2 separate regions of the Anas platyrhynchos genome follow, and region 2 is linked to region 1. The links are chromatin contacts, called in public Hi-C maps. All regions are on one chromosome and are shown on one strand. The core of a region is the stretch at or near the end of the contact, and the rest is flanking DNA. Distances in the headings are between cores, read along the strand shown.

Region 1 (5,157 bases), core at 1,887-4,386:
TGATACCTCTACTAGTCAAAACAAGAATAGGTCCTTTAAAATTAAACTATTCCAGAACATTTCATGTGTTTGCCTTTTCTGTTTTAAGTAAAGGAAAGCTATTATTTCTTCATTACACAGAAGTTGCTAGTAATTCACAGTATATTTTAATTTGAATTCCAACTTTGTTCTAAACCCTATTTTATCAGTTTCTGGAAACTATGAAATCTCCCATATTTAGTGTAAAATGAAAGATGTTACTTTTGGGAGGGGAGGGAATAGCTTCAAGCCAATTCATTTCAATCAGTTTTTAATTATTCTAGCATAAGTTTTCTGGCATGTATGTAAAAAAATTATAATTTGAAACAACTGGAATTAGCTTGGCTTGTGGCCTGATCTTGCTTACACACCAAATCTGTCTCACTACTTAGTTGGGACTCTTCATGTGTTAGAATAAATGAGATCAAGTTCTTGTTCTGGCATTCTCAAAGAAATCTCTTAAGGTACAAGCCAAGCTTGAAGCCAACTGGCTTACTGTGTTTAAATACTAAAAATTAAAAATATTTTAAATTGTTGTATGTAGTTTTAGACGAGTAAGCTTTAAAAAGTGGCGGTTTCCCTATTCTTATTTATTGTTTCTGTTGCAGTAGTACCTGGCAATGTTTGCAAAGTTGTATTGTGCTAGGTGCCATGTGGACACTAAAGAAAAAGATGGATTGCACCCCAGAGGATTAACATTTCTTGCCATCTCAACGCTTTATATGTGTTGAGGATCACAGCAGGTCAGAACAGACATCTGGAGATCTCTAGTCCAGCACGCTGGTGAAGCAGAGCTTTGTCCAGTCAAGTTTTGAATCACCAAGGATGGGGAACCTATGACCCATTCTGGGCACCTGCTCTAGTACTGCATCACCCTGCTGGTGAGGAAGTTTTTCCTAATATTGGAATTTCCCACTTGTGCCACTTGTGTGCAGTCTTATCCCTTTGCAGCTTCAAGAAGGGTGGCTTCCTCTTCTCTCTATCCACCCATTAAGTAGTTGTAGCCAGCAATTAGCCCTCCCCTTCGCTGGAGGTTCTTGAGGCTGAACAGACCCACGTCTCCCAGCCTCTTCTCGTATGTCCTGTGTGCTGGCCCCCGACTGGCTTGCTGGCCTCCCACTGGATTTGCTGTAGTATGTCAGTATCTTACTTCTGCCAGGGGTCCCAAAACTAGGCTGTGCTAAAGATTTGGTCTCACGAATGCCAAGTGGAAGATCCAGCACTTCTCCCTGAAAGCGGCTGCGTAAGCCACAGGTGGCCCCCAATGCACCACTGTTAGGAACACTTGGCAGAGGTTCATATCATAGTTTCATTATCACTTTTAACCAGTGTAAACTAGTGCTGCCGTTGAAAGGAGTCGATTGTTTTATTTTATCTTATTTTACTTCGGGGTTAATTTTAACACAGTCCTGCCTTGCAATCCACTTTATTTCCTGGCCACACAAATAGCTGTGCTGGCAGAAGAGAATGAGCCGTGTGGACAGGAGTGGAAAGGAAAGCAGCACCATTTTTTTCCGTAGCAGGGCTGGTTTGTGTCAGCTTACTGTGACTAGACTCCACAGCCCGAAGAGACAAGGAGAGTTAACGAAGAATAATGAGGAGCATGGCCAAGAACCTTTGTAACAGTTAAATGTAAAGGCTTCGGTTAAATTTTTCTTCTACTTGTGTAAACAAAATTAAGAAAACTCTCTGTAGATTAACTATGTAATAACTGTCAAAGTTTTTTTTTCTGACAGCAGGTTTGTGGAATGTCCTCTTGCTTTTAGGGCCATTTAACTGAGGAGTTTTGTGAGACTAGCTACAGAAAAAATAAATTTCTTAATTTGCTGTTCTTTTGTACAGTACTATGGCAAATGTCCACACTGAGCTTTTAGTATTGTTATTTAATTTTTTCTTTACATAACTATTAGTTATTTCCTTCAATTGTACCACAGTTTGTTTGTTTTTTAAATAAGATTCTACTGAAGGGAGGAACTTAAAAGCTCACCACAGTATTTAACATCAGTTGACATTTACCGCAATCTCTAATTATTGGCACAGAATCTGTCTGGCTTCTGCTGCTTTTATGGTTCTTCCAGCTTGTTCCAGTGTTTTTGAGTTTTACCATCCTGCCGTAGATGAGTTAGATGATAATGGTTTCAAGCAGTTGACGATCTACTTTTATACAGACTCTGTCTGGTTCAAAATAAATTTGTTTATTGGTATAAACAGGATAAAGACAGAAAGATTTCTGCAAAACCTTTCACGTGTCAGCCCCAAAACAACCCTTTCACTACACAGCCAAAAAATCCTGTTGGCTTGGGATACTGCTGTCACAAAGAGGGTACAACATTGCTACTAAGCAGACAGAATGTGTGTTTCATTAGGGAGAATATTATATTCAAGTACTTCATTTATCTTGCTCACGAGCGTAGAGAAGTGTAAATACCAGCTAAGTAAACCCAAATGAGATTGACTATTTCTTTTCCATGACCAAATTCACTTTTTTTTTCCTGAAGACTTTGCAACCTGTGTAGAAAGTTTGGAAGTACTGCCCATCGTGAAGTACGTTAGAAATTCATTTGGCCATTTTCATTCAAGGATTTGTGTGTGCACTTTGTTAATGCCTTTTTATTCTTGTGCTAGGTGTTATGAATACAGGAACACACAGTTCTTGCTTCAGAGATCTTAAAATTCAAAAAAAGACACAGATGTTTTAGACACTTAGGTATTAGAATAGAGTATACGTATATTAATACTATTTATTATCTAGTCCTTCCAAAGCCACTATTAGTGTACTGTTTCTTTGCAAACCTTGCAGGAAGATTTATTTAAAAAGTTGGGTGAGATGTTTTTTGAAACAAATTCTCTTATGTGAAAATACTTTTATACCCTTTTAAAAACTGAAATAGATTTAGTTTGCCAAAACAGTTCCTACTGCAAGAGAATTTGAGCAGTGTGGTGACATGCCAAGGAGAAAATGGGGTACATTTAGTTCCCTACTCATAATCTAAAGCTTACTGTATTCTTGCCTGGGCTCAGTGTGGTTTAAAAGAAGTAGTTTTAGATCGTGCCTACGTGTTACCACACCTTGACCCTGCAGCATGAGTTTACCCACCAAGTCCCGCCACAGCGCGTTCTGCCTCGGAGCTATCAGACTGACAGCTCCCGAAAAGGCCTGTGTGCTTGTCTCAGTAGGGACTGCGGGCCTCGATCCTGTACGTTTGAAAATTAAAACCAGTAAGCACTCTGTTCATGATAATATAAAGCCTAAGCCGCGTACTGGCATACGCTGGCCCTTCAGAGCCTAAGGGTGGCTTCTCTGTTCTGGGTCAGGCTGAAACACAGGAAATGACAGTGGCAAGCTGTGAGGCCTCTGACTCACAACTGGGGGCGGCTTGCTTGGGATGGCTGTAGTAGTTCCTGTCCCCAGCTGTCTGCCCAGCCTCTCCTTACATGACAGGCATGGCCCCGTACATCAGGGGGCAGTTGTTCAACCTCCACGGTTTCAAGTCCGTTTGGGCAAGAAATACGTGCACCAATTTCAAGCTTCTGCAACGCAGAGCAAGGTGGTTTGAAATATGCCAGCAGCTGTTTCCCGGGAAGCTGAGCTGTCCACGCAGCAAGGTCAGGACATGGAGCTGGTGAAAAGTTTCCAAAGTTGTTCGCTGAAAATAAGGCCCAAGACTGTGGAAGTTTTGCCCAGTTAATAGGCGATTATCTGAAAACACTTCAGACTCCCTTTCTCAGGAACCAGCAGCCTTGTAGTGCAAGATAAAGTAGGACTTTCCTCTTCTCAAGCAAGCAGGATAAGATTTAGGAAAGACAGCAATATATAATGTGCCAGTTTACTTAAAATTGAAGGCATACTCTAGTAGGCAGGAGGAGTACTGCGTGCTAGGCTGTTTCAGATAAAACTCGCTGTATTTTTTCTTCCTTTCTTCCTGTTCCATCCTTGTCCTCCTCCCTTCACCCTCTGCCAAAAGAAGTAGTGCATGACATTGGAAAATGGGATGCCATCGAGAAAATGTACGAGGTGAAGAAAAGGATGTTTTATTCTGGAGACTTCACTGCAAATTTTTGGGAAATTTTGCTCTTAGTTGGGTGGAACTAGAAGAGATTGATTTTAAGAGCCAACTGGGAGAAGTTGACTTAAGGTCACCATCTGTTAGACAAAGAGTTTATCTGTGTTTGTACAGAGCCAACACAAAAGAGTCTCAGCCCTGACAGAGGCCTATAGACATGTCCATAACACAAATATATAATAATCTTGGAATGGGCATTTGCCAAAAGAGAACTTCAGATAACTTTTAGGTATTCTTATCTAAAAATACATATTAAAGTAAACACAGTGGTCAAAGTTGAGCAATTTTGGTTTTTTCCTTAAAGAGACTTTCCCTAGTGATTTCTCACTAGCTGAGCCCTGAGAATTTAAAAAAAAGGTTTCTTATTTAGTGACAAATATCCCCCAAGAATAGTGACTGAGTTGCCATGTAGCATTTTTCGCATTAGACAGCAAAATGCTTTTGCTAAGGCTATGTCATGGTGTCCATTTCACAGATGAAGAAACTGAGGCACGTGGGAGAAATGTGATTTATTCAAGGTAGCATGCCAAGCAAGTTGAAGAAGCTGGAACAGAACCCATGCCTCCTGTGTCTCAGCCTAGGCTGCTCTCTGTTATTCTGCTGTGCCTGAAGTACACGCTGATTTCAAACCAGGAGCATGACATAGCTGAATATCAGCGTAGGAAGTAGTTTCATGATCATCCCATAATACACATTTTTTAAATGATATTAAATGCTGTTTTCAGATGCAACTGTTGTCCAAAAATGAATGCTGTCACATTATGATTTTCGTTTGCGTGGGTTATTTTCCAGGCAGAAATTTTAACGGGCATCCCAGTTGGCAACCTTGAAGATGCTGGAAAGGTGGGACGCATGCTGTTAGAAAGAGGGTGTAAGCTTGTAGTTGTTACTCTTGGAGCAGAAGGCTGCGTGATGATATCAGTAGAAGAACCCATTCCAAAGCACGTTCCTGCTGGGAAGGTCAGAGCTGTGGACACTACGGTACGTTTTTGTGGTTTAACTGTCTTGCTTTGGAAAAGACTGCTTAAGCACTAAGGGAAAGCAATGAGTAATCAGCCAAATCTTTGGGCACTAG
Region 2 (5,456 bases), core at 813-3,312, 260 kb before region 1:
TACTCCTCGCCCGCCCTCGCTCCCTTCCCCCTTCCCCAGTTGCTCATACTTCTGGAAAGATGACTGAAGGCTAACTAATGAGTAAGACGCTGCTGCACGTCATCGCCTGTCTGCTGCAAGAAGGGGTGAACAAGTTCGTTTGTCCACAGGTTAAAGTGAGGTTGCCATCCAAACACAGAGCATGTAATTGGGAGACCAAGCAGTGGGAAACCTGCCCTCTCTTCTTTCTCGTCTGGAGCATTTAATTTCTCTTGTTTTCTTCGTTGCGTACACCACTTTATGCCTGCACAGCATCTTTCAAGCAAGGATCTTAAAGGACTTCATAGACCTTAATTAAACCTCATAAATCCCTAATTGATAGATGAAAATTCTGAGTCACAAAAAGGTGAAGGGATGTGCTCATGGTGCAGCACTGAGTCAGTTGCAGAGCGTGGAGCAGGGCTGTGGTGCTCCCAACCTGGTACTCCGCATCCTCCCCGCTCGACGGACATTATGGATGATGAGGATCTGCTCAGAGGGCACGTTCAGCAGCTGCCTGACACTGATCCCAAGGGCCAGCGATGAGGGATACACATCAGTTACATTTGGCACTGCAGTGCCCCAAAACAGGCCAAGAGTGGAGGCAGGGGCACTGTACAAACCCAGAGGTGCAGACAACCCTAAGGGACCAGCAAAGGGGTGAGACACCAGTAATAAATAGCCTTTGGTGTGGCCACCACTGAGAGTCTCCTGATGAAAAATTTACCCTGCCCTTGGCTGCTGTCCCCTCTGCATCCATGGAGCCCCAGCCAGTCTGCTGACCCTCACCCCAAAGCCTGTCTGGAGCCTGGAGCCTGGATGATGGCCATTTCCAAAGCCTGGGACAACAAGCCTGGTCCGCCGTGGACCTGTATCACTGCGGTCACTTGGGGCACCCAGCCCACATGCCCCAGACACCTTCTGGTCCTTTTTTTGCCCTCGCTTCCCTGCCCAGCCTTTGTTTTTGAGTAGGTAGTGTGTAAACTGTGCAGGGCAGGGACCATCCCAGCTGGGCGTTTGCCTGGCACGGCCCTGGCCGGGCTCCTGCCACCTGCACTGGGCAAACAGCGTCAGGACGGCGCGGCCCAGCCCGCCTCGGTGCCGGTCCCTCTCAGTGGACGTTGTCACATACTGCTTTCCAATTATAGCCTTTCAGGCTGCGACGGCGTTTAATTGTCTGAGTTTTATAAACACTGCACGGCCTTGGCTGACGCCCGAGTTAATGATCCCCTGCAGAAGCGACTTTGGCCGGCCGGCTCCCAGCTGGGCCATCGCCACGCCTGCTGGAGAGGGTGAATTAAAAAAAAAAAAAAGGAGAGGGTAAAAAAGCAGAAAGGCGACTTAAAAGATGATGCTGCATCTGAGGAAATGACACATGCCTCCTTCATCTGCCAGCGATATGCAATGCTGCTGCTGACACCAAGGAGAGAGGGCTCAGCTCCGCAAAGCCTGCAGCAGCAGCCCTCCTACCTGCCCAGTGAATGGTGTTTGTAGCAGGACAAGCAGCTCCACTCACCTTTCAAACTCATGTTTCTTTCCTTTAGTTTTTTTCTCCTCCTAATATCAACAAAGAAAAAAGAAAAAAAAAAAAAGACACAACAAAACCAACCCTCAAAAATGCAAACAGAATGAAGAACCCCACAAGAGTAAATAGACAAGGCTTTTATGTTAATACAAGAGTCACTGAGAGCATCAAAACAAGGGGGAAAAAAAATCTCTGGGTGAAATTTACAAACTGATGTAAATCAGCCTGTTGAATTTCAGTGAAGAGCACTGATTTTCCCTGGCTGCACACACAGTGTGTATGTATGTCTGTGTGCTCCCCCCAGACTCCTTCACTAGAGCCCCCTGGCTTAGTGACACAAACTGCATTGGAAGGGGACCAGACGACACTTTGCTGTAATTTGTACATATGCACCACTAAAGCTCAGCATTTATATTTAAAAAAAATAATAATAATCGGGCGAACGCACAGCTGCAAGGCGGGCTGGGTAATTGTGCAATGCTGGGAACTCTTAGGTAGTTAATAATTATACTCAACCTTCGGTCTAGTTCCTAACAACACCCCTAGGCGTGTCGCTCTTACAGAATAAGGGCACACGCCCTGCTGTGTCTCCTTGCTTAACAGGAACACAAAGTACAGTAGTAGGAGGTGTTTCCTTGAACTCTGAACAATTGGACATTTAAGGATTAATTACTGTTAAGGAGCTTTGGACTGGCAAACACACTAACTCAGCTCTTGGCTGCGTCTCCCAGCCAAGTTCTCTCAGTCATCCTAATTAGACATTCTGATACCATCTTTAATTATATGATCTCACATACTATTTTTTTTTCCCTTCTTCTATTATTTTTTTGCACCGAACCCCTGTCCTGTGCAGCACGCTGGGCAGGGGAAAGCACCCTCCTGGCAGCATGGCAGCAGCCGGACCATGCTCCATTTGGACCCGAGGCTCTGCTGAGAGCCACCCAGGGGCTTTCACAACAGGAGGAAAGCACCCAAGCTGCTGCGGGCAAGACGGGACCTATGCTGTATTTGTCAGTATTGACTGCAGCCTGCCTGGAAAAACGTCGGTGCTGCGCAGCACCCAGCGCCAGCCACCGTGAGTGCGTGTGCGTGCACATGTATACACACAGAGGCTCTCCCGTACACACCTTGATCTTGTTGAAACAACAGGAGGAGCAGAGTGCATGTTGTTAATGTTTTTCGCCTCGGTAAACACCGCATCGCTGGGGCGATGCTCCCGCGTCCTGACTTGCCGCGCCTGGTGGTGCTGGGGGCCGGGTGCCTGCCAAAAGGCACCGGAGCCGCTCCACACGCAGGCTGGTCCTGCTGCTCTGCAGCGTCCTTCCTAGGAAGAGGCCTGGCCGTGGCCAAGAGTCGCTGATTCGATGCCGCCTCGGCTTCTGCTGGCAGCCATTTGCTGCCCACCCCTGGTGGCCCCCCCTCCAGAGGCGCAGAGGGAAGTTTTGGGTGGCGTGCTTTCAACTGAAACGCTGCTGCTGGGCTGAGCTGGAAACTCGGCACCCTGAGGTCAGCCGAGGTTCACTCAGCCGAGGAACTCCTTAAATGGCATAGTCTTGCTCAAAAGCCTGCTCTCTTTGTGGTGGTGAGCAGTGTGGGGACGGATGGGCCAGCACTCTGAGGCACCCTTTTGTGAAGGCCAGACCCCCAGCCTCACATGGAGGTGGGGAAGGAGAGCGATGGCGCTGCCTCCCCTCGCCGCCCTGGCCTCCCTGCTTTCCTCAGGGCCTGCCTGCTGACTGGAAATGGCTCCAAGACCCACCCCTGCCTCTACCTGCCAGCAGAGCTGGCTGGGATCAGCAGGAAGGCACCCATGTACGCTTCTGGGGCTGGGGAGCCTGGCACGTGCCCTAACAGGGGCTCAACCCATCCCCCTGGAGGGTCGGGGCTAGCCCAAGAGCAGCCAAATGCTTCACCACCTCTTCCAAAACTGGGGGGAGGAAAGGAAGACCTGCCTGTCCTGGGCCAGCAGCGCTGCCCCACACAGGGAGGAGCCCTCTCCTCCCAGCTCCTTGGCGCTCCTCACTGATTCGGAGTCAACATAATGGGGCCGAGATGGCGCCATTGATCCTGCTGGGCAGGCGGATCCGCTGCACGGGAGGGATTACACAGGAGGGATTTCCCCAGTGGCAACAGGTCACAGGATTTGGCCCCTCATACGGCCCTGTGGTGGAAATGGTTCTCCTTCACCACCACCAGGAACACGTCCATGGAGCAACGGTAGAAGCGGCACTGGGAAATTAAGAGTTGGTGTCTAGTGAAAAAAAAAAAAACAACAAACAGGGACAGCCACCGCAGGTAGAGGACAGACCTACCCAGCCACAGCAGCCAACCATACTCTCAAAAGCCATGTTCTGGGAGGGTCCATGCTGCCACAGACCTCCTACAGTCATGCTGTGTCTTGGGGTCTGTGGGCTGCCAAAACCCTTACTGCACAGCTACTTCTGCTCCATGCCCCCACTGCACAACCTCGACCCCTGCAGCAACCGGGGAAAGGCTTGGACAGGGGTGATGGCTTTTGCATCAGGGTGACAGGAGCAGGGAGGAGGAAGAGCACTGCTGCAGGGTGAGCACTCATCCCAGCTGCAGGTGCCAGCTGAAGAACACGCGCAGAGCCAGGGGAAGCACCTGAAGCCGATGTTTTGAAGGCGTCACTCTCCTTTCCTATTCCTTCCCTTTCACCACAGACAGTGTCACAGACAGATCTTCATTTCCTCAGCTGCCAGAAGTGCAGAAGGTAATTAGATACCAGTATGGCCTCAGAACATTGCTCAGAGTAGAGATTTAATCACAGTCCTCGTGGCTCATAAACACAACACTGAATTGGAGGCTAGAAAAGGCAGCTAACATCTCCCATCACCCCCATGACCCGTAGCAGGCAGGGAGGAGCAGAGGATTGCAGCTCAGTTCTCATCAGCCCAGGACGAAGGCTACGGAGGCTGGCTCCTGCTGCGAGAGGCATTGCCTATGACTGGTGCACTAAGCCCTGGCTTTGAGAGGTCAGAGCAGGGCTGTGCTTTATGAATTTGGTAAAATGTACCTTTCTGCCCATGTTAGAGCATCCAGCACTTGAATAACCGGAGCTCCTCAAAGGAAAAACCCTGACTTATTTCTTCCTTCTGCCCAAAACAAACATTGTGTCCTGCCGTGGATGCTCACATCAATAACCCCCAGCAGCAGTGTGTGTCATCTCTGGGAGACGCTGATGAATGCTGCTGAGCCTGGGAGCCCAGTTAGGGTTACAGAAAGGGGGCAAGGAGACCAGAGGGAGCGTGCACACTCAGCTGATGGAGCCTGCCTGACCCACGCACCCACCTAAGCTCACCGGTTGTAGATCCAAGTTTACCTTTCCTGGAAACTTGAAAAACTTATTCCTGAGAGAGGAAAAAAAAAGTATGAGAGCCCACAAAAGGCAAATAGGCAATGGGTACTGGCACTGCCTATGAGCTTGCAGAGTTGTACAGTCATTTGTGGGATGCAGGCTGTAGATTACAGCCATGTAAGGCCTGTCTCCCTCTCTTCCCCCACACTAGTCTGTGGAACAGAGCATGCAAAATAAAAAGAGAAATCTGAGACTCACACTGTGGCATGCTGAACAGTTTACATTCTTGTCTGCCATGATATCCTCCTCCCAGCCTAGTTCTTATCTGTTTGACCTCACATAACCAGTATCAGGAAAGCTGATATTTAGTACAGAGGAATTCTGTAGTTCAAATGCGATAACGCTGCAGAAGGGAAAAGAAATATGCTTGCAATACAGAACTTCTAGCTACATGGAGTCAAAAGCAGAAATGCAGATTGCTTGAGGATGGTGGGCACCTCTGGAGATTGTCTAGTCCAGCCCTCTGCTCATGCAGGACCACCTACAGCAGGTTGCTCAGAGCAACGTCCACCTACGTTTTGAGTATCTCTGAGG

Evidence for each region. Hi-C and Micro-C count contacts between places; a contact is called where the count stands out from the background.
Region 2: a contact with region 1 is called in a Hi-C map of subcutaneous adipose tissue, with 1.9 times the contacts expected there. The contact joins two enhancer-like sites. A contact is called at or near these places in 4 of 8 Hi-C or Micro-C datasets (F5 follicle, liver, skeletal muscle and 1 more).

The regions. Positions count from the first base shown.
Region 1 is chr3:38,266,875-38,272,031 of IASCAAS_PekinDuck_T2T, reverse strand. It overlaps RBKS (ribokinase), which reads left to right. Exons shown (of 9, transcript XM_027454053.3): 7 at 4,875-5,063. Among named protein-coding and RNA genes, the nearest start is that of MRPL33, 27 kb to the right of the region's middle. Within about 2 kb of position 3,136, at least 5 of the 8 cell types and tissues checked have an H3K27ac peak or open chromatin away from gene starts, as enhancers often do. A contact at or near this core is called in subcutaneous adipose tissue, where this site is marked.
Region 2 is chr3:38,521,432-38,526,887 of IASCAAS_PekinDuck_T2T, reverse strand. No RefSeq gene overlaps it. Among named protein-coding and RNA genes, the nearest start is that of PLB1, 9.0 kb to the left of the region's middle. Within about 2 kb of position 2,062, at least 4 of the 8 cell types and tissues checked have an H3K27ac peak or open chromatin away from gene starts, as enhancers often do. A contact at or near this core is called in subcutaneous adipose tissue, where this site is marked.